Regions from separate parts of the Gossypium hirsutum genome. Here region 2 is linked to region 1. Evidence: chromatin contacts called from public Hi-C data. All regions are on one chromosome and are shown on one strand. Each heading gives the region's core, a stretch centred on a gene start, on an enhancer-like site or on the middle of the called end of the contact. The rest is flanking DNA. Distances are from core to core; before and after follow the strand shown.

Region 1 (5,629 bases), core at 2,107-4,606:
AACTCAATTTAAACTAACCAACCAACCAGAATAAATTTGGGAGAGATCCCTCACATTTCTATAAGGTTAGGCTCAAACTTGGGGCTTCAACCTTGCCATTGAGCCAAGGCCTTATAGGCAGTTGAATTGGAATTAGATACTAACAAGAATGGGACTTTTAATTAAGATATACTTACAGCTTTATAACCTCCAGAAGAAGCCAAAAGTTTGCATCCTTCAATTTTCATAGTCTTTTGACACAACATTGGAAGCAGAAAGCATACAGAGTAAAATGGGCTGTATCAAAGTTAATTAGCGAAAATGTTCAGCAAAGTTGGTCAAGAACTACAGAAATCAAACAAAAGGCATGGGCATCAAATCATTAAAGAACTACAAAGTTAAGTTGTCATACCTTGATTCATGTTCACCTTCAACTGAAAGCATATATCCCAAAAGTTCCGTGATTTTATCTTCGCATGCAACAGGTGCTTCTGCAAGATAGCTAAAACAAACACAAACATCAGCTCAACAAAACATTCCACCGTAGGTGCAAAAGATCAAATCCAATGCTTGACAATGTATATGTGTGCCTGGATATATAAAAAGGAAATGACATAAATACTTTGAATGAGATGCCATCAAAAATACCTCCCAACAAGGCGTACTGAAGCAAGAAGATCATTTCCTACTTTTTGCCCATGTTCCTGCAAATTTTTAACAGTAAATAAAAGAGGTAAAGAAATATCATGATCATATTTCTAACCATACCTTTGCATCTTGCAGATACTCTAGAACCACACCAATTGTCTCATTAAGCCCATTGATCGCCTTTATGAAAGTATTTTCATCAAGATGGTGCCCTGTAATTTGAGTTTCTTTGATAAAATTCTTAAATAAACAGCTTCCAATATGCATATTAGAAAATAAGGAACTCCAGTGCAACAAACTGAACAAAATTTTCACAAGGTAGCAAAAGCAACATACCTTCAGTTTCACCAATGTTTGATATCAACTTTATTATCTTCTCCACCAATGAAAAGACAATAGTCACTTTCTGTTGCTTTGAGATTATTGTTTCAGCTGTTGATGAAGAACTCTTAGAAGCTTCATATTTCGAGTAGGCTAGCTCATTCAGCAAAACAGCAACTTCAACCCTTGATGACTCTAAGACAAGCAATAGACACCTGAGAAATAAATCTACAAATAATGAACCATCCCACCCAATTATGGTAGCTTTACAAGAGCCAAAAGAATTCAACAAGCACTCCTTACCTGTCAGCTGGAATAGGATCCTGTACATTAGGCAAGTTTATTTGACCAATCAGCCAACCCTCACCCTTTATAGATACCATGGATTCAGCTAGGATAAGGGCCTCAAATTTTTCAGCAGGTGCTGCAATAAAATATCAAAAACATTATCACCAGTAAGTTTCACTAATTAAAACTTAGTTTTGATTGGAAAGGAAGATTGAACAAATTCAGTTCAACATACCTACACGGTTCTGTAAAATTGTCGCAACACCATCACGCATATGGTTTGACCAGTTTTCGTTTTGAATAACACGGAGAGCATCATGAAGGAGTGTCTAAACGTATCGAGTGAAAATATTATCAGTCAAAGTTAAGATGATTCCTAACAATTAGAGATCCAAAGCAATAACTTCCTAGAAAGAAAACAGTGGGGGGAGGGGAGGCATACCGAGTATTCTGAAGAGAAGATGGCAGACAATAAGTGAAGTGCTTCAAACTTCAAGGCATTTTGTAGGAGAGCAAATTGTCTTGCTATTTTGGTCACCTAAATTGCAAGAGAAATGGTTTAAATGATCAAAATTTAACCATTGTGAACTAGACATTGAAAACAAAAGCTTAATGGCTAGAAAAAATCTAGACTCACAATGACTGACAGCTCCGAGAGATGATCGTTCTCAACGATGCCTTGTGACAGCTTCTTTAGCATCAATTGGACAAGCTTCATGGCAAGTTCCATCAAATGAGACCCTGCAGCAAGTTCACATACTATCACTTCTCTGCATAGACAGTAGAACTCAAATTGCAAATCCATAACACCAAGTAACTAAATAAGTTAGGTCCCTAAAAAGTTAGGCACAAACACAGAATAGAAAACAACAAATTCTCTCCAGACTGAAAGCTACCAGCTATAATTATAATGAAGACTGTATAATATAAGGCCTTGGAAGTGCCAAATTCTAGAAATTTGTTATAGTGTAAGAGAAGCTACCATCTGGCAGAGCGGACATTTGATGAGCAAGTAATTTAATCCCTCCGGATTCATACAGTGCTGTAAGTCCATCCTCAGAAGCAGTTGACACCAAGTATAAAAATTCATAGCATTCTTCAAGCACAGGCATGCCTGATCTGCTTTCAAAAAAAAAAACCTTAGTTACAGAGACTAACAACACAGCAATGGACCATAAGTTTTGTTGTAAAACATTAAAAAGCTATGCATCAGATACTAGTGTGTGACATACAGAAACAAAGATATAGCCTCCAAAGATCCACCAAATAAATTGAAAAACTTTGAGAAATCTATCTATACTTGTGTTGGAGACATACCACTTACACCCGAATCCGAGTAACATAGTTAAAAAGCTAAAAATTCATATCAAGCACTGCACATTTCTAAATTCATGAATTTGAAACAAAGAGGAGTATGGATATAAAAAGCTTACTTCATTGACATTACTTCAAAAATCATTGGAACCTTGGAAACCATTTCTTTCGAAGAAGCAATCTCAGAAACTCGACAAAACGCAGACAGAACCGTCACTGACAGCTGCAAATACGCATCCCGGTTTTCACCACTACCACTGCTCACTACACCTTTACCCAACCCTTTTTTTAAACCAAAAAAAAAACTATATTTAAGCATTAAAAAAAAGAATTGCAAAATCATATTTAAAAAAAAAAAAGAGTATGAATTAATACCAGTCCTTGAGAGACGGTCCAAGAAATGAGGTCCAACGGCGTCGTAGATAGCCCTAAGGGAAACGAGATCGTCGCTTTTGCAGAATTTGGTGACGAGAAGCAAGCCAGCGAGGCGTTGCTCGTCTCGCTCGCCTTTTAGTAACTTCAAGCAATCTTGAAGAGATACTGATTGTGATTGTTCTTCTTCCTGCTGCTGCAGCAATTGTGGCTCCTCCTATCAAAAAAAAAGAAAGAACAAACATTATACATATGGCAGATAGAATGGAGAGAGCTGAAGGAATTAGTGTAAGAAAGAAAGGAAGAGGGGAGGTTTACCATGGAAGCTAAGGAAGGATGGCAGTGCAGAGATTTTGGGTGGGTTTTGGTTCCTTTGTTATGATTGACTTGACCCTAGTGGAAATATGTTTGAGGGAGTGTCCAGAGGCGTCTAGTATTGGGCCTAATTAATGGACCAGAAAAGAAAATCCGATTATTGGAATTTACAGGATTTAATTTAATTTGTTCTGAGAAAACAAACAGCTTGGATTTCAACTCACCCTAATTTCAATTTTAATATGAAATTATTCAATTAACTTGGATAAATTTTCAATTAAAATAAGTTGAAAACGGAAATGAAGCAGGAAACATAAAAATTAGATGAAATTGAAAGCAAGCAAAAAATCATTTTGTTCTTTACAATTGGGATATTAGGACCATCTACTGAGTCAACCTAATTTGGGATAAAAACCCAAAATCATCACCGGGGTCTTAATCCGTTGATTACTTCCTACTTACAATGTTTTGCAATAATACATTCAACACATGGCTGAGCTCATTAGTTCCATTCACGAAATGAATATTCTCCAGATATTATATATATATATATTAGAAGGAAGTTCATTAATTTATTCTATGAATGGGACTATACAATTCGAAGAAAAAAAAATATTCATCATAGGCAGTGAAAGACGAGCTCTATCAGCACAATAAATACTTCAGCATCAATAAAACATTATGGTATATTGACAATTGACTTTGTAACAACTTAAGCACAATATATCTAGAGTGATTGCAATTACTTAATGTAATAAGAAAATCAGCCCCGAATAGTCCAAAGCAATAGGTGTATGCTTTTTTGAAAAACATGCAAAATCATCCCTAAAATCACTTACAAAAACAAGACTAAATCCATAAATAAGACTTTATACACAAGCAACACCAAAAAAGAGTTACAAGAGCAGAAAAAAAAAACTTCAAAAAAACGAAAACTTACTAAACAATATAAAACAAATAAAAAAACATATAAAACTTAAAAGACACTATAGGTTATTCTGAAATACTCTAAAAAAAGAAACAGATTAAGAAGTTGATGGCAAAGAAATTGCTGGTGGATAGTGGAGTTTCAGCAACGATAAACACCATCATCTATTCATCACTATTTGTAAAGATGGCAAAAAATACTCGCAAAATATATCTGCAAATTAAAAAGAGAGAAAACTCACCGAATGAATGAAAAAAAAATAAAAAAAATTGTGAGAGGGAGAAAAAGGCGTGCGCTAGACAAAACAAAACAAAAAAAAGAAATAAAAGAAGAAAAAGATCTATATATTAATTTCTAAATTATTCATAAATATCTCTAACCTAAAATGTCTACCTTATTACATTTTCTCCTAATTATATTTCTATAATAGAACATGTAAATGATAAATTTAATATTAAATTAATTATTCAGTTGATGCAAACAAACAAACCATATAATACACAAAACCAATGATTTGCAGCAACAGTTGGATATTCGATTTCCTTCTAGCAAGGTCTCCAGTTCATATATTTTAATTGAAATCTAAGATGATTTTTGAAAGAAAAACATAGTAGGTGAGTGGTTGGTATAAACGTTTCAAAAACTATATTAACTGTCAAACTAGTCATGGATTCAATAATAATAAAATAAACAATAAAAACATTATAAATCGGTTGAATTACTTTTAATCTCATATTTTGTTTTTTTATTGAATAAATTTATTTATTTTTGTATGTAAATGGATTTTTGATCCAAAAAATCCATCCATCACTATAGTCTGATTCCAAAAAGCAAATTAAGGATGTTATGAGAAAGAATACAAATTTATTTAAAGTCATCCCAACAGCAAGAAATTAATTGACATAAGGACAAATTAAAATAAAGATTAGGCTCTGGCCCCTTTTAACGGTCAAGTAGCAGCTGGATCCGCATTGGCTTAAAAGCAAGTGAGCTGTAAATTGGACGGCAAATGCCGGTTTTTGTGGCTTTGGATGTTTCTTTTTATAATCCCTGCATTCCTCTTTGCTCTCAAAAATCATCCTCCCATGGCCGCCGCACCACAAGAAAAACCAACCCACGCCAAAGAAACCTGGCCATTAAGAAACGACGGAAACGAAGACTACTCCCAAGATTTCGAAGACCCGGATTCGTCCTTCGGCTGCGGTTGTTTCCGGGGACTTTTCCGGTGGCGGTTCCGGCTCCAAGGGCAGGGGTACTTGCTGCAACAAGAAGAGGCAAAAGAAAGCTGGTTGAAGAGGAAAGCCAAGGAACTGAAAGAGGTATCGGAGGTATTGGCAGGGCCCAAGTGGAAGAATTTCATACGAAGGTTCAGCGTTTATGGAGCCAACAAAAAAAGGAGGTCGACGATGAAGATGCAGTATGATATTCAGAGCTATGAACTCAATTTCGATGAAGGGATCCATA
Region 2 (6,076 bases), core at 3,014-5,513, 160 kb after region 1:
AAGATTTTATAGATACTGATAATATAGGTTTCAATATTAACATTTGCAACTTCTTTATTGTTTTTTAAATAAGGAAAAGACAAAAGTACCATCGTAATAATATAAATTATTTAGAATGTGTAAGGTTATTTTAGTAATTCCCTTGATCATGACACCAACTAGTCACACACTTAAATAATTGTATAAATAAATATATAATATATGAGGATTAAAACTTTATTCAGTTAGTCGATCATACTTTGATAGTTTTGGTAAAGATTGAGGTGATGATAGACTTGTTTATAAGCTATACTGTTTGTCCATGTCTAAAGGTTCACACAAAATATGGGACGGTTTGGACAAAAGTATTAAGGTTGAAAAATAGATTGTTGAAAAAAATTAGACTCGTTTAAAATATAAAGTTAGACTTGGGCTTCAACATTTAAAGCTCAAGCTCAACCTGATTCATTTTATACTTTTGTAATATATTTTTATTTTATTTTGATATACTATGCAATTTATATCACATAAAATTAAATACACGATTATACAAAACTATGTAAACAGTAAAAAAAATGTTAAGTTATCTAAATTTAAAATTTTAATAAAAGAAAATTCATCTAAAATATTAAATTAAAAACAATATATACTTTTAAAAAAATTATTGTAGGTTGGCCTAAAACAAGCTTGAGTTAGTTATTTACAAATATGATGGGCTTGTACAAAATTTTAGGCTAATATTTCAAATTGGGTCGAACTTAGGCAACATAAAGTGTACTAATATCATACATAGGCCAAGTTTGAACCCAACTTTGCCTAATCAATTATCAGCTCTGTCACACCCGTATTTTTTTTAAGGACTTGAACTTAGGGGAGCTTTGGGACTTAATTGAGCTAAGTAGAGAGTTGGCGAACTTTACTAGGAATTTTGGAAAATTTTATGACTGACAAATAAATAGTTAAGTTTCATTTCTGGTTTGGTTAGGATGAAACTGTTTGGTGGTTTATAGGCCCTACGGGGCGACATCTCGAAAAAGGTTTGATGTGTAATATCATAGCTAGGTTATGGCAACATATGGAGTTCGCGAAGACAGAAAACAGGGGTTTATATTTTGTAATACCATAGCTAGGCTATGGCAACATGTGGAGTCCACCAAGACAATAAACATTGGTTAAAGGTGTAAGACCATAGTTAGGCTATGACAACAAATAAAGTCCGCTAGAATAGAAATTCGAGAAACTAAAAAGGCATAAAAAATCACTATATGACTCACACGCGAGTAGCACAATTGGATGAACACGACACATCTGAGAACGTGTGTAAACGAGATAATAAGAGAATCCACCAAACTAAGAAGAAGATAATAGCTAGTAGAAGTGTCCAAAAAAGTGGGTAATGTCACATCCCAGAAATGGGGTTGGAAGAATCAAGGGTTGCTGGTTGGGTCAGTGGGTTGGTTAGACTTTTAAGTTTATCTTTGCGTCTTAGGGACAGAATGAGCCTACTGGTTTAGTGGTAAGGTGTTAGCTTACCCTTTGATATTGTGTTCAAACCTCTGCGTGAGCAGAGTAGAATAATTTTTGTTAATTCCTGTCACTGTTGAGTTAGTAGAAATCTGATTGGTTAGGATTTTGGTTTTATAGTATTTTCTGTTATTTTATTTTTAAATTTTAAAAATTATAATCCCTAAAATTCATTTTAGAACCGTTCCCCTCTCTTCCACTTTTATATTTGTTTTTCTCCATTTTTCCTTAATTTCTTTTCTTTTCTTTCTATTATTATTGGTGCACCCTAAAATCCTAGTAATTTTGCATTATTTTTTTTGTGTTCTCACCATGGTCGCTTGACGCTTCTTAAGAGGCTTCGTCGGTTCTTTCGCTTCTTCGCTTAATTAAGATCTGAAATAGGAAAAGTGTAAGTATTGTTGTTGAGTTTTTATCCATTTGCTTCAATTCTTTTTATTCAGTTATGATCGATTGTTTCTCAAAGAGTGTGGTGTATTTGTGTAATCGAGTTTCAGATCGATTTTTTGGAGGTGCTTTGATCAATTCTTAGAACTTCAGAAGCGCATTTCAGGTTTTTTTCTTGAACACTTATAATCAGTGGGTGTATTTGATGTTAATTTTGTGTTTTGCAGTAAGTTTGGGTATGGTTTTTGGACCACACGGGCGTGTGTCGTACACCTGCGGTTCACACGGCCATGTGTCGCTTAAGAAATTAGGTTGAGTTTCTGGTCACATGGCCTAGGGTGAGTCACACAGGCTGACATACAGCCTAGGGTGAGTCACACAGGCTGACACACAACCGTGTGATCTCTATTGGGAATTTTGTCAATTGCATACGGTTTGAGAAGTTTTCATACGACTTGAGACACGGCCGTGTCTCCCTTGCTCTTTAATTGTGAAATTTGTCACACTGGTACAGAGAGTTACATGGTTTGTCCACATGACTGTGTACCTCAGCCATACGGCCGTGTACCCTTGTCACACGGTCTGAACCCTCCTACACGGTCGTGTGGTCCTATTTTTATAGTTTTTCCACTTTTTCTCAAATTAATTTGTTTTAGTCCTTGAGTGATCCCTTGCATGTTTAAGCCTCTGTAGAAGTGATTGGGACACGATTACTAATTGTTTGAATGACTGTGAAGAGTGTATTGCTATTAGACGTTTATATATAAATACATGTGTTTTAATTTTGTTATATAAGATTGTCTAGATGCATGTATGTTATTGAATCAACTAATTTTTTTCAATTATAAGTATGTTGTGGGATATTGAAAACTGAATATGAGCATGTCTGATTCGATATATTTGTATGTATAAAGTGATTTGCGTATACATTGTGGTTGGAATTTGGTTATGAAGAGAAGGGAGATAGATTTGACAGTTTAACTGCATTGATTTAATTAGGCGGTAAATCTGTAACAATTTTGGCAACTTGACTGCATAACATTCGAGTGGCGAACAACCACTTCATGGTGTGTATAAGTTAGATAGGTCCACCATAACCCAAATTTGGTGTGTAGTGGATGGAAGGGTCTAGTGTACCCTATTTGGTGTGTGTGGGATGGATGGAGATGGTGTGTAGCAGTTGGATAAGTTGGATTTTGTGCTAAATTACATTTGAGCATAAATTGCATAATTGATTAGTGTTAACATATTGTGATACTCTACTCTGATATGATTTTTTATTATGATTAGAATTTGGCTATTCTATGTTTGATCAACTGTTTGTTACTATATTGTTTACTTTTATTTTTTACTCACACCGAGCTTTGTAGCTCACACCCGTAGTTTGACCTTTTCAGTTAATCCGCGTGGTTAGGTCTTAGACTCAGCAAATCAGAAGTCTCAGATTTTTTTCATTTCGGTTTGACTTTAATAAAGTTTTCCTATGATATAAGGATTTATGTTCAATTGGATTTGTAAACAAATTTTAAGTGTATTGTGGTATGGGTTTCTGGTTTTGAGTTAGTTTAGTGTTTTCATGCATGGACGTTAGTCGCCTGGACTCTTTCTTTTCTTTAATAATTAATCAAGTTTAAGTTTCAATTTATGGATTTTCAGTCGAAGTAAAATGTCAGATTTTTCCATTGAAATACTAGTTTTGAAACTTCAATTTGTAAATTGCTGAATCTAATTTGATCATAAAGTTAATGAGGAAGTTGTTAATTTAGCTTTAATTTAATATTAACAATAAATAAACTAATGTTTACAAAACCTAAGTAAAGGCTACTACCAAATTTTGTTAAGCATGAGCAAAAGTGGTTTTCGAAAAATTTAGGATGTTTGAACAATATTTTGTTCTAGGCCATTTCGGTGGCCAATCTGACCTGTTAATAAGGGAACTCACCAAATTGTAGCAGAAAGAGGAATTTGGTATATGTAGTCTTGACAAGGCAGAGATAATAGAAGGAATACCCTCTTTGGGGTATAGGGTAGCCGTCATTATTAATTCACCAATGATTAGCAAGTAACCTAACATTGGACTCAATAAGTAAGACACTGAAGCAGATTCTACGCTAATCAGTTTGTTCAATAAGTTCGCCAGAGATCTTCAGAGAAAGAAGATGTCAGGATAAGGATTGTTAGCGTGGAAAATTCTGCGGGGACCTTTAATCAAGGAAGTCCGCGGAGGACTAGTTTGAGTGGAAAATCCGTTGGAAACTATTAGAAGAAACGAAAGTCTATTAGGATTATATAACACATGGAAGACTATGTGGGACTACCAAAGGTGGAGACCGCCAGGGACACTTGGGCAAGGGATAGTCCGCTGGGAACTATCCATTTATTTGGAGTATTTTAAAAAGATTTGGCTTAGGTAAGAATGCATTCTAGGGTTACATTGCGATTACAAGTCCTCTCGGAAAAAGGGGAAGCATTGATTCATTGAGCGAAGTATCTTATTCAAGTCCACGAATGAGGATGGTAGAAAAAGACCTTATCTAAAAAAGGGGATCAAGCATAGGTTAAGTCAAAAAGCAGATTACCATCGAAATAGTATGGCAAATTCGTATGGAGATTAGAGTAGATCAAAAGGATTCTTAACTATGGCGAGGTCTCGATTAAAATGCTAGTAGGTTTTGCCAAATCTATGGTGGCAAATACGGATAATTAGTAACGAGGAATATCCCAACGGGTGTAAGGAAAGGTTGGAATAACAATAAACAGGGTCAAGACCCATAAGGAAGTAACGTTTTTAGAATACAAATATGACGGTGGTAACATTCACTGACAGTTAGCTTGGAAATAATAAGACATTTGCTACGCTAGTGAAAATTATGAATTCTCCTATGATCTTTAAGGAGTTTTACAATTGTGCATAAAGTCTCATTTTTCCCTAATTTTAAGAATTCTTCTATGATTACCAACACACATGATCTCACTAAGTTCTTTCGAGCTTATAAAATCTTTATTGCATGTATGCGGGGTAAGCAATGACTCGACAAATCAAAAGAAAGGACCAAGCCAAACGCCGCCATAGATTAGTGATGGGCGAAGTAGCTATTCATGTATATAGAAGGGCATCCCTAAAGGCCACACTTTAGGGTTTAATTTGATTACATCTGCATCCGAGTCTTAATTTAAAATTTGTCAATAGTTTTTAGAATCAAAGTTGTAAGAATTTATGACCAGTTCTGCACGAGAACTAATAGTACTTAGATTTTGAAATTTAAGTTGTTTAATTATGTAATTAAATCAGAATTAGAAATATTGTTAAGTTATTCGGGTTAGTGTATCATCTGATACCTACACCTAGCAATTCGGTCGAGTATAGGGTGTTACAAGCTTTAGGTTATAAATATTTGATGTTTTAAGTTTGATTCTCATATTGCATAAATCATGTGTAGATTGTCTCTATATTTCTTCCGACTTAAATTTCACCATATGCAGGTCCTTTTCATAACTATTTTAGTTGAGTCCAAATATATTTCAATTATTAATTTAAAATTACTCTATAATACTTAATTTTAATTATAATTTATTCAAATAACTGTTTTATTTCAAACAATTCTAAACTAGCCTTGGGAACTTTGATTTTAAAGGAAATGTAAGTTAGATAACACATGTACAACTATAACATTCATAATTAGCTTTTAAATTCATTTCTCAAAAAATTATAAATTTGATATTTTCATGCTTTTTATATTTATATATATCTCATAGTAAAACTCAACTAATTTATTATTTAAAATTTCAAATTCGGAAAATTAATAGAAAATACCAATTTCAAAACTTATTTAGTAAAGTAGGCTGTTTTCCCCTAAATTTAAGAAAATTAGTTGATTTTTAAAAAAAGAGGCATCTCGTCCAATGGTAAACAACGGTAAAAAAATCCAACAACTAATTTCCAATGGTTTTTTTTTTCTAATGGCTAAATTATTTGCTATATAAACTCAATTCATTTTCTTTCTTTTGCATTCAAATCCTATTTTCTAAAATCTCTCAAATTCTCATTCAATTTCTCTCAAATTCTAGTTGTCTTAGTTTTATATTTCGTAATTTGTTTAATTTTATTTGATTTTTATAATTTATAAAAATGTCAATGCTGCTTAATCGTTTGGATGAGAAACACATTTTTAGCGTCCAATTGCAA

The links. A called contact is a pair of places that touch in the nucleus more often than the background predicts.
Region 2: a Hi-C map of leaf shows a contact between it and region 1, with 2.1 times the contacts expected there. The contact joins the enhancer-like site here to the promoter of LOC107962911 in region 1. A contact is called at or near these places in 11 of 34 Hi-C or Micro-C datasets (anther, callus, hypocotyl and 3 more).

What each region holds. Positions count from the first base shown.
Region 1 is chrD06:23,980,372-23,986,000 of Gossypium_hirsutum_v2.1, forward strand. LOC107962911 (neurochondrin) reads right to left here and starts at 3,357. Exons shown (of 19, transcript XM_041095415.1): 1 at 3,241-3,357; 2 at 2,926-3,139; 3 at 2,670-2,832; 4 at 2,219-2,355; 5 at 1,874-1,977; 6 at 1,679-1,774; 7 at 1,472-1,565; 8 at 1,252-1,372; 9 at 964-1,163; 10 at 748-839; 11 at 628-683; 12 at 392-481; 13 at 177-276. The coding sequence starts at 3,243. LOC121218328 reads left to right here and starts at 5,017. Exons shown (of 1, transcript XM_041095417.1): 1 at 5,017-5,629. The coding sequence starts at 5,197.
Region 2 is chrD06:24,139,953-24,146,028 of Gossypium_hirsutum_v2.1, forward strand. No RefSeq gene overlaps it. Among protein-coding and RNA genes, the nearest start is that of LOC121218923, 19 kb to the right of the region's middle. Within about 2 kb of position 4,264, at least 3 of the 9 cell types and tissues checked have an H3K27ac peak or open chromatin away from gene starts, as enhancers often do. A contact at or near this core is called in leaf, where this site is marked.